Regions from separate parts of the Mus musculus genome. Here region 1 is linked to region 2. Evidence: chromatin contacts called from public HiChIP or PLAC-seq data. All regions are on one chromosome and are shown on one strand. Each heading gives the region's core, a stretch centred on a gene start, on an enhancer-like site or on the middle of the called end of the contact. The rest is flanking DNA. Distances are from core to core; before and after follow the strand shown.

Region 1 (5,830 bases), core at 3,087-5,586, 120 kb after region 2:
ACTGTAGCCACTTCAACTCCATAGGTCCCTTCTTAGGATCAATAATTAGTGAGTATACCTAATTAGCTTAATTAAACCCAGAGAGGCTTCCAGGCATTGGAGTACAAGGTACATCCTATCCTGCCCACTCAAGAGGGCACAACAAAGCAGGCAGCCAGTATCTCTCCATGACCATCAGGACCCAGCAGATGCCTAATAAATGCCTATTGCCAGGCCTGGTAGAGTGGTACATTCTTTTCATTTCAGCACTTGGGAGGTAGAGACAGGCAGGTCTCTGAGAATTCCGGGTCAGCTTGGCCTATGTAGCAAGTTCTATCCAGTCAGCGTTACAGTCAGACTCTATCCCAAAACATTTTTTTCCATTATACTCCCCTAGAACCAATAGCCCAGCTGAGATAACTCAAGATGGGAGGGGACCTCTGAGTCCTGAAGGCTTACCAGGAAGCCATGTGGCCTTCGAGGATCAGGGGACACCAGAGGCCAGTGAGCTGGACATGTTCTGGCACATGACAAATAGGGAGAAAGAAAATGGTCTCTTGTTCCTTGCCAAATGGCCCGGCTGACTCCTCATAAAGGATCCAGATGTCCCGGGGAAGCAGGCATGTTCCTGCTATCACCCCAGAAAGCCCACACGCAGGTCCCAGCGGAAGCCTAAAGCCCTAAGCAAGTCTGCAAGGCAGCGGAGGCAAGTCCTTCCAATTCACCATGTCTTTAGAAAGATGTCCATACACAAGCTACTTTAAGCCACTTACAGCCTGGGTGACCTGGGCCACATCTAGGGCACATCTGTGGAACTCTCTAAGCTTTAACTGTTGTCTACAGATCAGAAGTGACACACCACTCCACAAATTGTGCCTAGCCCAAGGCCCCCCCAAGAAAAGAGCAGTTTTGATTCCTTCTGTGTTCCAGTCACCACAAACTAAGGTGACACCACCTTCTCCCCCTTATTAGAAATGTGAGCTTCCTGTGGCAAAGAGCAAGCACCTAGAGAGAAAAGAAATCTCTCCCCAGACCCTGCACAGCCAGCTCTGGTAACAACCATTGCTTCTTTCCTTATGAATATACACATAGGGCCGTGAGGTTCAGTGAGCACCTGCTTTGTAGAGACCAAGGGACAGAAAAGCCTACACAAGATGACAAGCGAGAAGAGAACCCAGACCTTGGTGTCAGTGATCCCCAGCTGGTAAAGCCTGGAAGTTCCCAGGTCCCAAGGGTTGAACCCTGAAACCTGCCCAAGCCAGCACCCTTCATCCCATCCAGACCAAACAACAGAGACCTCCCAATATCCCTGCCAATCAGCCTCTCTCTCTTAACCCCACCTCACCCACAATCCCAGGTCAGACTCAAGCCTCCAGGCCCAACAACAGAACCTGCCAGAAGCAAGCCATTCATAAGCAAGCCTCCAGTTCAGTGAAGGCCCATAGGGAGAAGGGGAATCAAGACCCAGCTATGTGTAGGACTTGCCCTCTTCCCTTTCTCTAGCCTTGAAAGGGGTTAAAAACACCGCAGTCTCCCAGCCCCAACTTTGGGGAGAAGGGTCACACCTCCAGGTCTGTGAAAGTCCTCCCTATAGCTGGGCATGGTGGCAAACGCCTTTAATCCCAGCACTCGGGAGGTAGAGGATTTCTGAGTTGAGACCAGCCTGGTCTACAGAGTGAGTTCCAGGACAGCCAGGGCTACACAGAGAAACCCTGTCTCGAAAAATCAAAAAAAAAAAAAAAAAAAAAAAAAAAAGAAAGAAAGAAAAAGTTCTCCCTACAGCAACCATTTAAGTGTGCTACTTGGGCACACTCAGATCTTGCAGGACTCCAGATGCAAGACAGACCCTGAAATCTCCCTCTCTGGCTCTCTGGGCTGCTGGGGTACTGGTATCAAGCAGGAGGACAACCCTCTCTCTTTCCCTCCAGGGGCTCTCCTTTGTCAAACAGGAATCGGCTGGCCTCATCTCTATGGAAAGGCAGACACAGCCAAAGGGCTTTAGGGGGAGGGGTGAAACCCGCCAGAATATTAGGATTAGTGACTCTCGGAGTCATCGCGTTTCCCACAGTCCTAGAAGAGAATTCCCGGCGTCCACTAGGAGTTTCGAAGTGGGCGGGTCGCACCTGGACAGTACCCGGCTGAACTAGAGCTGCCTAACTCTTCTCTCCACCTCCCAGATCCCTTTAAAGAGCGACCCCCGAAGGGCGGGCCACATGCCTCGAATTTGCTTAACTCTCGGCCAAGTTCCCTTCAAGGGGCCAAGAAAAGCAGCTTCAGCCAGCAGAGCGGACATTTTCCTGCCCTGCCCTGCCCTGCCCTGCGGCCAAACGCGTGTCTTGGCCTCCACAAAGGCCACACTGGAGCGACCACCGAAGTGGGGGCAATGAGAAGGCGAAGAAGACTCCAACCCAGAGGCTATCCAGGAAGGCCCCCGAGGCAGCTGGTCCTGGGCTGGGGTCCGGGAGGAGGCGCAGGCCAGAGAGGGGGCGGCGCCCGGCCCTCCCGCTCCCTCCGGCCGTAGCACCCCACCCGGCCCGGCCCCTCCGCCGAGCTGCGGGTAACAGTAGCCACCACTCCACCTCATCCTTCAACGGCTCCAACTCAACCTCCATGGGCTCCGGTCGTCTGGCACGCAGCCGGGGACGTGACCCCCAGCGTGGCACGCACCCGGTTGGAAGGGACACTCGGGGACCCGGGCCTAGACGCAACACTGCAGTGCTGGGCGTTACACCGAGGCTGGAGTCGCCCTCCACCAGGCAGCCGTAGACTGGGGAGCCGGCGCACACAAACCGTTCCCGCGGCGGTGGTAGCGCGCCCTAGACTGGGGGACTTTAGCCAACTTCGCGCCTTCGGGGACCGCCGCTCTCTAGAGCGGGAAGAGGAGACCGGGATGTGACCTGCTCTGCACTGACCCCTGAGCCAGAAGCTCCGGCCAGAGAACCTGGGCCTCCCGCGGCCCACGCTCCAGTCAATGCGCCCCTCAGATCGCACACCCGAGTCCCTCCTGCAGTGCCGGGACCCTCACCTGGGACATCTGCGGCCGGAAGTTGATGTCCTTAAGGTCGATGGAACCGGGGGAGAGGTTGTGCAGCAGCTGGCACAGAAGGACGCCGTCGCGCAGCGCCTGCGCCAGGTCGAAGACCACCGCCGAGGGCCACACGACGCGGTGGTTGGGCGGCAGGACCTTGCAGTCGATGAGCCAGCGGCCGCATTGCCGCCACTGCTCCATGGCGCCCGCGGCGCCTGTGCGCTCGCCGCTGCGGCCGCTGGCCAGCTGGCTCAGGGTAGCGCTCCGGCCAAAGTGCGGTGACCGCGGGGCATCCCGCCCGCCCGCGCGGGGCTCGGCCGCCGGGGCGGGGCTTCGCGCAGGCGGCCCCGGGTCCCCGCTGCGCGGCCGCACGGCCCTCCTCTTCCTCCTCCTCCTCTTCGGGCTACTAGCCGGCCGCCGCTCCCGCCCACGTGCGGCCAACCGGCGCTCGCGGGGCAGCGTGCGGGGTCCCTCTTTCACACACACAAGTCCGCTCGTGCTCCGGCCGGGGCTCCACGCCTCCTGCAGTCGCAGCGCTTCTCGATCCGCCCCTCTGGGCGCCGCATTCTGAGCTCCGGGCGCCCCGCTTCGGCCACCGCTCCTGCCCCACCCGAGACAAAGGCGCAGCGGGTCGCTCGCTCCCTGCGTCCGGCGCCTGAGCTGCTCGCTCCACCGTCGCTTTGTTCGCCGGGCCCGCGGGCTCTACGCCACTCGCGGGGCACTGGGACTCCGAGGCTCCGCGGCTCCTAGGCGCTGGGGGTGCAGGGGGCGCGGCCACGGCCGGGCGGGGCCGGGGGCGGAGCTGGCACCTTCACCCGGCACCTCCCCGGAGACCCAAGCACCGCCTCCAACCCGTCCTCCCACTTCCTGCCCCTGGGCCGCCAGCGAAAGTTGAGGAAGGCGGGGCTCCTGAGCAGGCTCCCCGCCCACGACTTTCCCTAGGTGCACGTGGAGGCTGGAGGTCTTTCTTGCGGTGCGATGAGGCCGCCGCACGGCAGAAGAGACTAGAAGATGACCGCGGTAACGCTGGGTGCCCTTGCAGGGTCTTTCGGCAAAGATAGACCCCAGAACGCGAACCAGGCTGGCCTACACACCCTACGCCCCTATGGCCTCTTCCAGTCCTCTGTCCTTGCCAGGGTCCGCAAGACACTCCGCCTCCACAATAACGGAGAGAGGGGGAAAAAAATCCTTCACTTTCAGCCCCCTTGATTGTCTAGTGGGAGGTGCTGGAGAGATAGACCGTGTTGTGTCCTGAGGACATTGTGACAGTGGGAGGGACTTCAAAAGCATAAATAACTGATTTTTGTGATTAAAATTAATTTGCTCTGGACAGTATCAGGAGCTGTGGGTTCTTGGTAAAGAAGAAGGGAACCCCACAAAGCCAAGTCTTCTATGAGACTGGTGTCATGAAAGGGAGCTAGAAGAGAGGAAAGTGACCAGTTTCCAAGAGCCGAGCTTTTGTGGGCGGTGTTCTGTCAGCCCCTGCCTCTCTCAGTTTACCTGGGCCAGGGAAGGATGACAGATCTGTCCCCTGCACCCAGGGAAGTCCCTCCCAGAAAGGCCTCTCTCTGCAGGAAGTCCCATCACCTGCCCCACCTAAGGAGGAAGCATGAACCCTAATCCTAGAGATCCGGCAGAGAAGCCAGGTAGAGCCTTCAGCCCCTCTACTTCACCTCTGAATAGCTTCAGGGGAAGGACCTCCTGCGGACTGGGGGTTAAATCGTCCAAAGCACAGGGCTACAGGCAGACCCTCCAGCATCTCCCTAAGAGTCATTCAACACCCTGCACCAAAGGGAGGAAAAAGAAAGAAGGAAAGAAAGGAGATTGCAAAGCTGAAAGCAAAGCACCCTGCTAAATGCTGCTGCATTCATGCCTTGGCGTGTGTACCCAGGGAGCTCTCTCACAGAAAAGAGGCCTCTGTGCTCCCAGCACTCCAGCCTTCCTGCCTCATCAGAAGCTAAGACCAGGTCTAGGACAAACGAATTTTGCCATCCAATCAAGCGTTCGTCTGCTGCCCCCTGGTGGTCTTGAGGGCAATGGCATCAGCTGACAGCCTAGATGCTACAAAAGAGGGGTCTGTCTGTCTTTGAGGGGCTGTAGTGCAGAGCATATAGTGGAGTTAGCATGTCAGTCCTCCAAGTCAGAAGATCCAGGCCTCCTGGCACCAGCAGAACTCTCTGGTACCCAATTCCTTATCTGGCTAGTGGGGACATCACTCATCTCGGAAATAATAGAAAGGATGAATGAAGAAAAGCTGGGTGGGAAGTATTCCAGGTGTCTGTTGTGCATGTGTAGGTCAGAGTTCACGAGCTCAAAACAAACATGCGGAGGACTGGTAAAGGGGATCTTTCTCCTCACCCATTCTCTCAGCCCAGAACTGTTCACCAGGATTGCCCTCTGGAAGTGTCCAAGAGAAGTGTACCTCCCCACTTTGGTCATGAGCACCACTGAAAGCCACTTGTGCTGAATACCAGAGCTCTGCAGTGAACTGAGCAGACGAAACCCTGAGGTAGGAACTGTCAACCCCAGCCACATGTCTGGGATGTGGGAAGTGGGCCACCAACTAACCATGCACGAGGCTTCAGAGAAGAATGCCCCTGGAAAGGGGTAGCAGGTCTCCTGGGAGCTCTTACGGGATAGGGGCAAGCATGGCTATGGAGAGCCAGGCCTCGTCCAGAGGCAGTTCTACATCATAACGGAACTAAACATCTCTGTCTTCCCAGTCATGAGCTGGTCAGCTACAGCGTATTCTTTTATGGACTCTGATGTTAACTCCCCACTTCTAATTTGCCAGCAAGTTTCAGATTCTGAGCACTGCCAGCT
Region 2 (6,049 bases), core at 108-2,607:
TTTGTTTTGTTTTATTTTTTAATATATCCTGATAAGCATTTATTTTTTTATTTTTATCATGTGTACGGTTATTTTGCCCGTATGTCTGTGTACCACATGTATGCTTGGTGCCCTCAGAGGTCAGAACAGGGCATCAGATCTGCTAAGAACTAGAGTTACAGGTTGTTGTGAGCCATTACACGGGGGCTGGGAGAATATGACTCAGGTCATCTGCAAGAGCAACAGATGTTCTTAAGCTCCAAGCCACCTCTAGCCCCTGCTAAGCATTGATGCTTAACTGAACAAAGCCCGACTTCTCAGTTTTCCTTCTGTGCCATCCCAATACTATTTGTAATCCTCTAGAAAAAAATCCTCTATCTTCCCTAAGAAACCTCTGCTTCCGTCTAAGCCACAGAGGACGGACGCCTGACATCTTGCTTCAGTGCTTCGGCTGGGGTGCTGGATCCATCCCAGTGAACTGGTTCTGTATATAACATCCCACAGGATGCCTGTGTGTTCCAGAGTCATCTGCCCAAGACTTCTTTCTTTCTGTTTGGCTTCTTAAACATCTTGGACAAACCTCCATCTCGCCCTAAAACTCTGGGTCCCATCCAGAGCTCTTGGCTCTGGCCCCCATGGCACTCAGCTGCCTGTGTGCATTGTGCAAATAATGCTGTTTCACATCAATTTACAGGAGTGTTTGTGATGGAGTCTAAGCCCCCGGCTTTCTCCTTTTACAACACAGAGATGGCTTGTTGGGTAAGGGTGTTTGCCACCTTCACCTGACAACCTGAGTTCCGTTCTTATTCTCCACACAGTGGAGGGAAAGAACTAATCCCCACACAGTGTCCTCTGAAACGCCACCGCAGGCCATGACACCTAATTTTGTTAACTGACCACTGGACATTTTGACTGATATGCATGAAGGCTCTGGATCCTGCAACTTCTCCTGACGTCCTGTTTATTCTCAGAGTGACCCCACCCCAGCTGGACTCGAATTCTGTCCTGCCGAGGGCAGAGCTGACACCACCACAGAAATCAGCTTCTAGCTGCCTCCATGCTTTGCTGAAACTCACGGGTCCCTTGCTACACAGATGTGTGAGGGTCAAGGGTGGATATGGTAGTAGGCTCAGGACTTCTACTCACTGAGACCCCTGCCTCTCAGCATTCAATAGTTTTTTCCTAGCCCAAAGTTTCAGTCTTCCATGTTCCTACCACAAAGCAGTTCTAAAGGCCTGAAAGCCACATGACCAGGTTCACCCCAGCCACAGTCCCACTTCCCAGTACCAATTTCTGTCTGAGTTTTACTTCTGCTGCTGGTGTTAAAATACTCTGGCAAACTATTTAAGAGAGAAGGGGTTTGTTTATCTGGCACACAGTTCCAGGATACAGTCTGTGTTTGCAGGGAAGTCAGGCAGCAGGAACTTGCAGCAGCCCGTCATACCACATGTAGATCACATCAAAGAGCGATGGATTACGGGTGCATGCTAGAGTGGTAACATGCTGGTGCTCAGCTTACTCTCTCCACTCTTACGGAGCCCATGATCCCCTGCTAGGGAATGGAGCCGCCCACAGTGGACTAGGCTTTCCCATCTCAATGAACATGATCCCTCACAGATATGCCCAGGGGCAAACCTGATCTAGACAATCTCTCACTGATAGATGTGTGTGAGGATATTCCCTCCACTTTCTCTCAGCTTTTGGCTGCTGTCCAGTGCCTCTGATTACACTGGCATTACTGGCTGGAGGAATGTTAGTCTGACCCTACCATTCTGTCATTGAAGAAAGCCAGATCTCCTTAGATATCAAGCAACCAGCATAAATGGAGGCTTAGAGGGTAGCATTATGTGTGACAATACAGTGATTGGAGTGGCCGTCCTCCAATGAGCACATACAGAAAAGCCTCTGAGGGAATCATCAGGTAGGAAAGGGGAGACTAAGGTTTGTCCCTCTGGTCACAGAACAAACAAGACTACAGGACTGGGCAGCTGGAAACACCATTCACAGGAAACTAAGATACTGGGAACATCCCCTAACAGATACGACAGCATCACATGGTACTGGGACTCTGGGAACACCCTACAGCAGAAATCTTAGCATCATCGAATGGTACTGAGAAACTGGGAATAGCGCCCAGCAGATAGCCCAACATCACACCATACAGAGATTTGAGAACACCCCTAGAATGATCACCCAACACATTATTTACTGTTGTATTCAGATCTTACCTTCCCAAAAACTCAATGGTGAGCAGGAATATCTATCCTGGCAGGATGTGTTTCACACACCACTTCCCACCATCTCTCTTAAACACCCTCAGGTCAAGCATGGTCAGCCAGAAAAGAAAGGGTATGTGAGTGTGAGTGTGTATGTGTGTGTGTGTGTGTGTGTGTGTGTGTAAACCTGTTCTAGTGCCTTAACCTAGGGTGACAGAGCCTCAAAGTTGCAGACTCCCCCCCACCCCCCCATCTCCACTCTGCCTCCTGCCCAGAAGCAGCCAATCTGATTCCTGTCTGTATCCTGGGCTGACACACAGAGCCACAAGGGAGCCCCGAGCAGACTCTCTACACCGATGCCATCTGCATTTATATGATGCAGTCTCTGCCCATTACTTAATTAATTCAGGTCAACAAACAGTTTCATGCATGAACTGAAGTTTCACATACGTATACTCCAAAGTACCAGAGAAATGAAGCGAACAAAGAAGAGCTCTCTTAAAAAAGAAAATAAAACTAAAAGTAAAATCAGACATAGTAAAGTAAAAACCATACGATAATCTCCGTGATCAACATAATCAAGCAACAGTCAGATACTTTTGGGTTGACCCATATCCATCCTAAGACCAGTTCTGCACCCAAACCCTTGTTGATCCTTAGGATAGAGATGGCTTCAAGGTGGAAGCATGGCAGGGGACAATGCTTAGATGAGAAGGGGGTTACTTTGGTGTCACTTTGCGAGGTGACAAGCTCAGGCTGTATGATGGCATCCCCAGCGTCCACTTTAGGGGGGTATAGTGCTTGTGATCTCAGGTCTGGGGAGGTGGAGAAAGGTAGGCGTCTGGGACTTGCTGGCCTGCCAAGCTGACTTAATGGGAGAACAAGGCCACTGACAGAACCTCTTTCAAAAGAAAACAAACAAACAAAAAATGGCACCCAAGGAATGCAGCCAAGGTTGATGTGCTCATGTGTGTATTAGGCATTCACACAGAGAGAAGGCTGGGACGATCCCAGGGCTTTTCACATGCCTTATGACACCAAATTAAAATGAGGACAAAGGCTAGGCCATGGAAGCCCAGGGGCTACACGGGCCTCTCAGGCTTATAGACATCACCCCTCTTGGTCCTGCTGCCATGAGAATACACAAGAAAGAATGTACGTGTGTGTGTGTGTGTGTGTGTGTGTGTGTGTGTGTGTGTGTGTGTGTGTGTGTGTGTGGTGGCAATCCCACACAGTGGCAGGACTATGACAATCAGACACAGCTGGGTCACATGGTGTGATGGCCCCTTACCTGCCCCACCTGCCCAACCCCTTCTGCCCCAGCCTCTCCCTCCTGAAGCTTCCTGAAGCTGCTGCACTGAGAGATGCTGCATCCCAGCAATGACTCCTTAGACCTGACGGCGCTCTTCCGGGAGCTCTGCCTGTGCCTCTGTGGCCCACAGCCTCACTCACTAGCCCGCATGGTAGCTGTCTCTGGTATCCTGCTTTTCAACGAGGCAGCTGCCCAGCTCACTCACTCTGCAAAACAGGGAGAAATGAGCAACTGCCCTCTGCCTTGGGCACTGGGTGTTTACAGAGGACACAAAGATCAAGCTGATAGGCTTGGCACACAGTGTGAACGCAGCCTCTGGCATGAAGCTGGCAGGCAGGCCTGTGACAAGCCACCATGAACTTGTTACTAGGAAACCAAAGGGGACATTTTTTGTGACCTCAGCCCACACCAGACTATAGTTCATCTCAGGGCACAGGCAGCAAAGAGTGGCTGCTGTGGACTGGATGGTCTGCGTGCGGGGACATACAGACAGGCAAGACACCTCAACACTTTTTTTTTGTTTGTTTGTTTGTTTGTTTGTTTTGTTTTTTGAGACAGGGTTTCTTTGTGTAGCTCTGGCTGTCCTGGAACTCACTCTGTAGACCAGGCTGGCCTCGAACTCAGAAATTCACCTGCCTCTGCCTCCCAAGTGCTGGGATTAAAGGCGTGCGCCACCACGCCCGGCACCTCGACACTTTTAATCACTCTCTGTGAGAGGAATCACTCTTGACTGCAGGTAGGAGCAGGGAACCATCTGACCATACCTACCTGGTTTCAAGTCTGCTGGGGCTCTGTCCCCCCACAACACACACACACACACACACACACACACACACACACACAAACGAAGCAACTGCCTCTTTTCTGGGAATCCCTTCCAAGCAGAAGTGCCTAGAAATATCCATAGATGGACAGTTACAGACAGACTGATAGACAAGGTAGCACTGGGTCACAAGGCTAGTCCCATAGGGACATCCTAGGCCCCTGACAGATGGCCCAGTATTTCAGTTCCTCCTTTGTCACATGGTGTGGGCTGTGTGGCCTCCAGCAAGGCACTTCCCCTCCTGAAGCTCTCTATCAACCAACTGCAAAATGGAGGGCAGAGCCCACCTGTGTGACTGAGGCTGAGGTGACATGGGACTCTGCAGGAGCAATGTGAGGGACACGAAAGGATGCTTCACACAAGGACTGCACGTCCATGTTCTGGGCATCCATTGCCACCCGGTGTCCTGCCCACCCCCTCTATGGGCGGGGACAAGTACCAAGGCACAGTGTGAAGACCAGAGGATAATGAGAAGAAGTCAGTGCTCTCCTTCTGTCTTATAGGTCCCGGGAACTGAACTCAGGCTGTCAGGCTTGGCAGCAAGCACCTTCACCTGCTGAGCCATCTCGCTGATCCTGGCTCTTCCATCTATCACTCCATGCTGGGCTCGGGTCACGCAATCTGCCTGCTTTGTTCCTTACAAATGACCCTAAGGAAGCTCAACCAACCAGGACGGGGATATAGAAAAACAATGGAAACTCAGTGTCAAGGTCGCCCAGTGCTCCGGACAAACATCTAGAGAAGGCATCCTTTTAACATGGCAGGACTTTGGGTGGCTTCTCAGAGGTGACTACTCATTTTGCAACGTTTTCTCTTAATATGCTGCTGTGTGTCACATCTGTGCCCAACACAACAGGCATGACACCAGAAAGGCCAAGTTTTTATCTCTCAGGGTTTCTAAAAGACATCATTGGATTTGCAAGACCCCATTAGGACAAAGCTCTCTGCTCCCAGCTGGAAGATGTCCACACATGGCTTTAACACTCCCACTCTGGCTGCCTCTGCCAGAACAGAAAGCCTGTGGCTGACTTGGTCCTGTGATATCCTGAGCCTTGCCTGCTGCTGCATACATCTTAAGAGTTAGAGAGCGGGAGACGTAACAAGAAGGATCCTCCCCCACACACACCCCCTACTCCCCACCTCCACCCCACTGCACAGAGATCCTGCAGTGCTGGGACCTAGAAGGCCCTGAAGTAACAGCTGAGGCCAACTGCATTCCCCCCTGTACTAAGGCTCACAATGAGGGGAACCGGGGACCAGGTTACTCTCAGGCCAGAATGAAATAGGAAAACTTTTCTCAGTTTCCAACCTAACTGTAGCCCTCTTCACAGGCACCAGAAATGGGCAGCTGGTCAGACTACTGGACGGGAGGGCTGGGCTGTACTCACAGGTCACCACAGGCTCAGAACAACCAGCTCTAATTTCCCAAGTAAGGTATAAATGAGACCCTGAGTCTCCCCAGACTCCTGCCCAAGACTCAGCAGAGGCTACTGACCTGGCACACAATTCAAAGTCCTCAGGAGGCATCCCCATGGACACCTGTTATCTGTGGGGAGACATTTTCTTCTGTTTGTGTAGCCACAGGTAAGGTGACCAGGAAGGGAGGCTGGGAAAAAGAGCCCGCTGCACGGGCATGAGGAAAATCTGAACCCAGCTCCCCAGAGGCGTGAATATGATCAAAATCCATGAGTATGACAGTATCACAGTGAAACCCATTAT

The links. HiChIP or PLAC-seq counts read pairs in DNA pulled down with a chosen protein or histone mark.
Region 1: an H3K4me3 HiChIP or PLAC-seq map of microglia shows a contact between it and region 2, with 7 times the contacts expected there. The contact joins the promoter of Vav2 here to the enhancer-like site in region 2. A contact is called at or near these places in 22 of 39 promoter capture datasets (the 3T3-L1 cell line, 3T3-L1-derived adipocytes, the C10 cell line and 16 more), 1 of 15 datasets of contacts at CTCF or cohesin (the NIH/3T3 cell line), 80 of 484 Hi-C or Micro-C datasets (B cells, the C10 cell line, the C2C12 cell line and 50 more), 35 of 115 datasets of contacts at active chromatin or transcription factors (the 230-238 cell line, the HPC-7 cell line, the SCID.adh cell line and 24 more) and 3 of 9 other capture datasets (adipose tissue, liver and pancreatic islet).

The regions. Positions count from the first base shown.
Region 1 is chr2:27,423,272-27,429,101 of GRCm38.p6, forward strand. Vav2 (vav 2 oncogene) reads right to left here and starts at 4,337. Exons shown (of 28, transcript NM_009500.2): 1 at 3,005-4,337. The coding sequence starts at 3,208.
Region 2 is chr2:27,307,289-27,313,337 of GRCm38.p6, forward strand. All of the region lies in intron 4 of Vav2 (vav 2 oncogene), which reads right to left. Among named protein-coding and RNA genes, the nearest start is that of Sardh, 63 kb to the left of the region's middle. Within about 2 kb of position 1,358, at least 17 of the 459 cell types and tissues checked have an H3K27ac peak or open chromatin away from gene starts, as enhancers often do. A contact at or near this core is called in B cells, bone marrow-derived dendritic cells, germinal center B cells and 2 more, where this site is marked.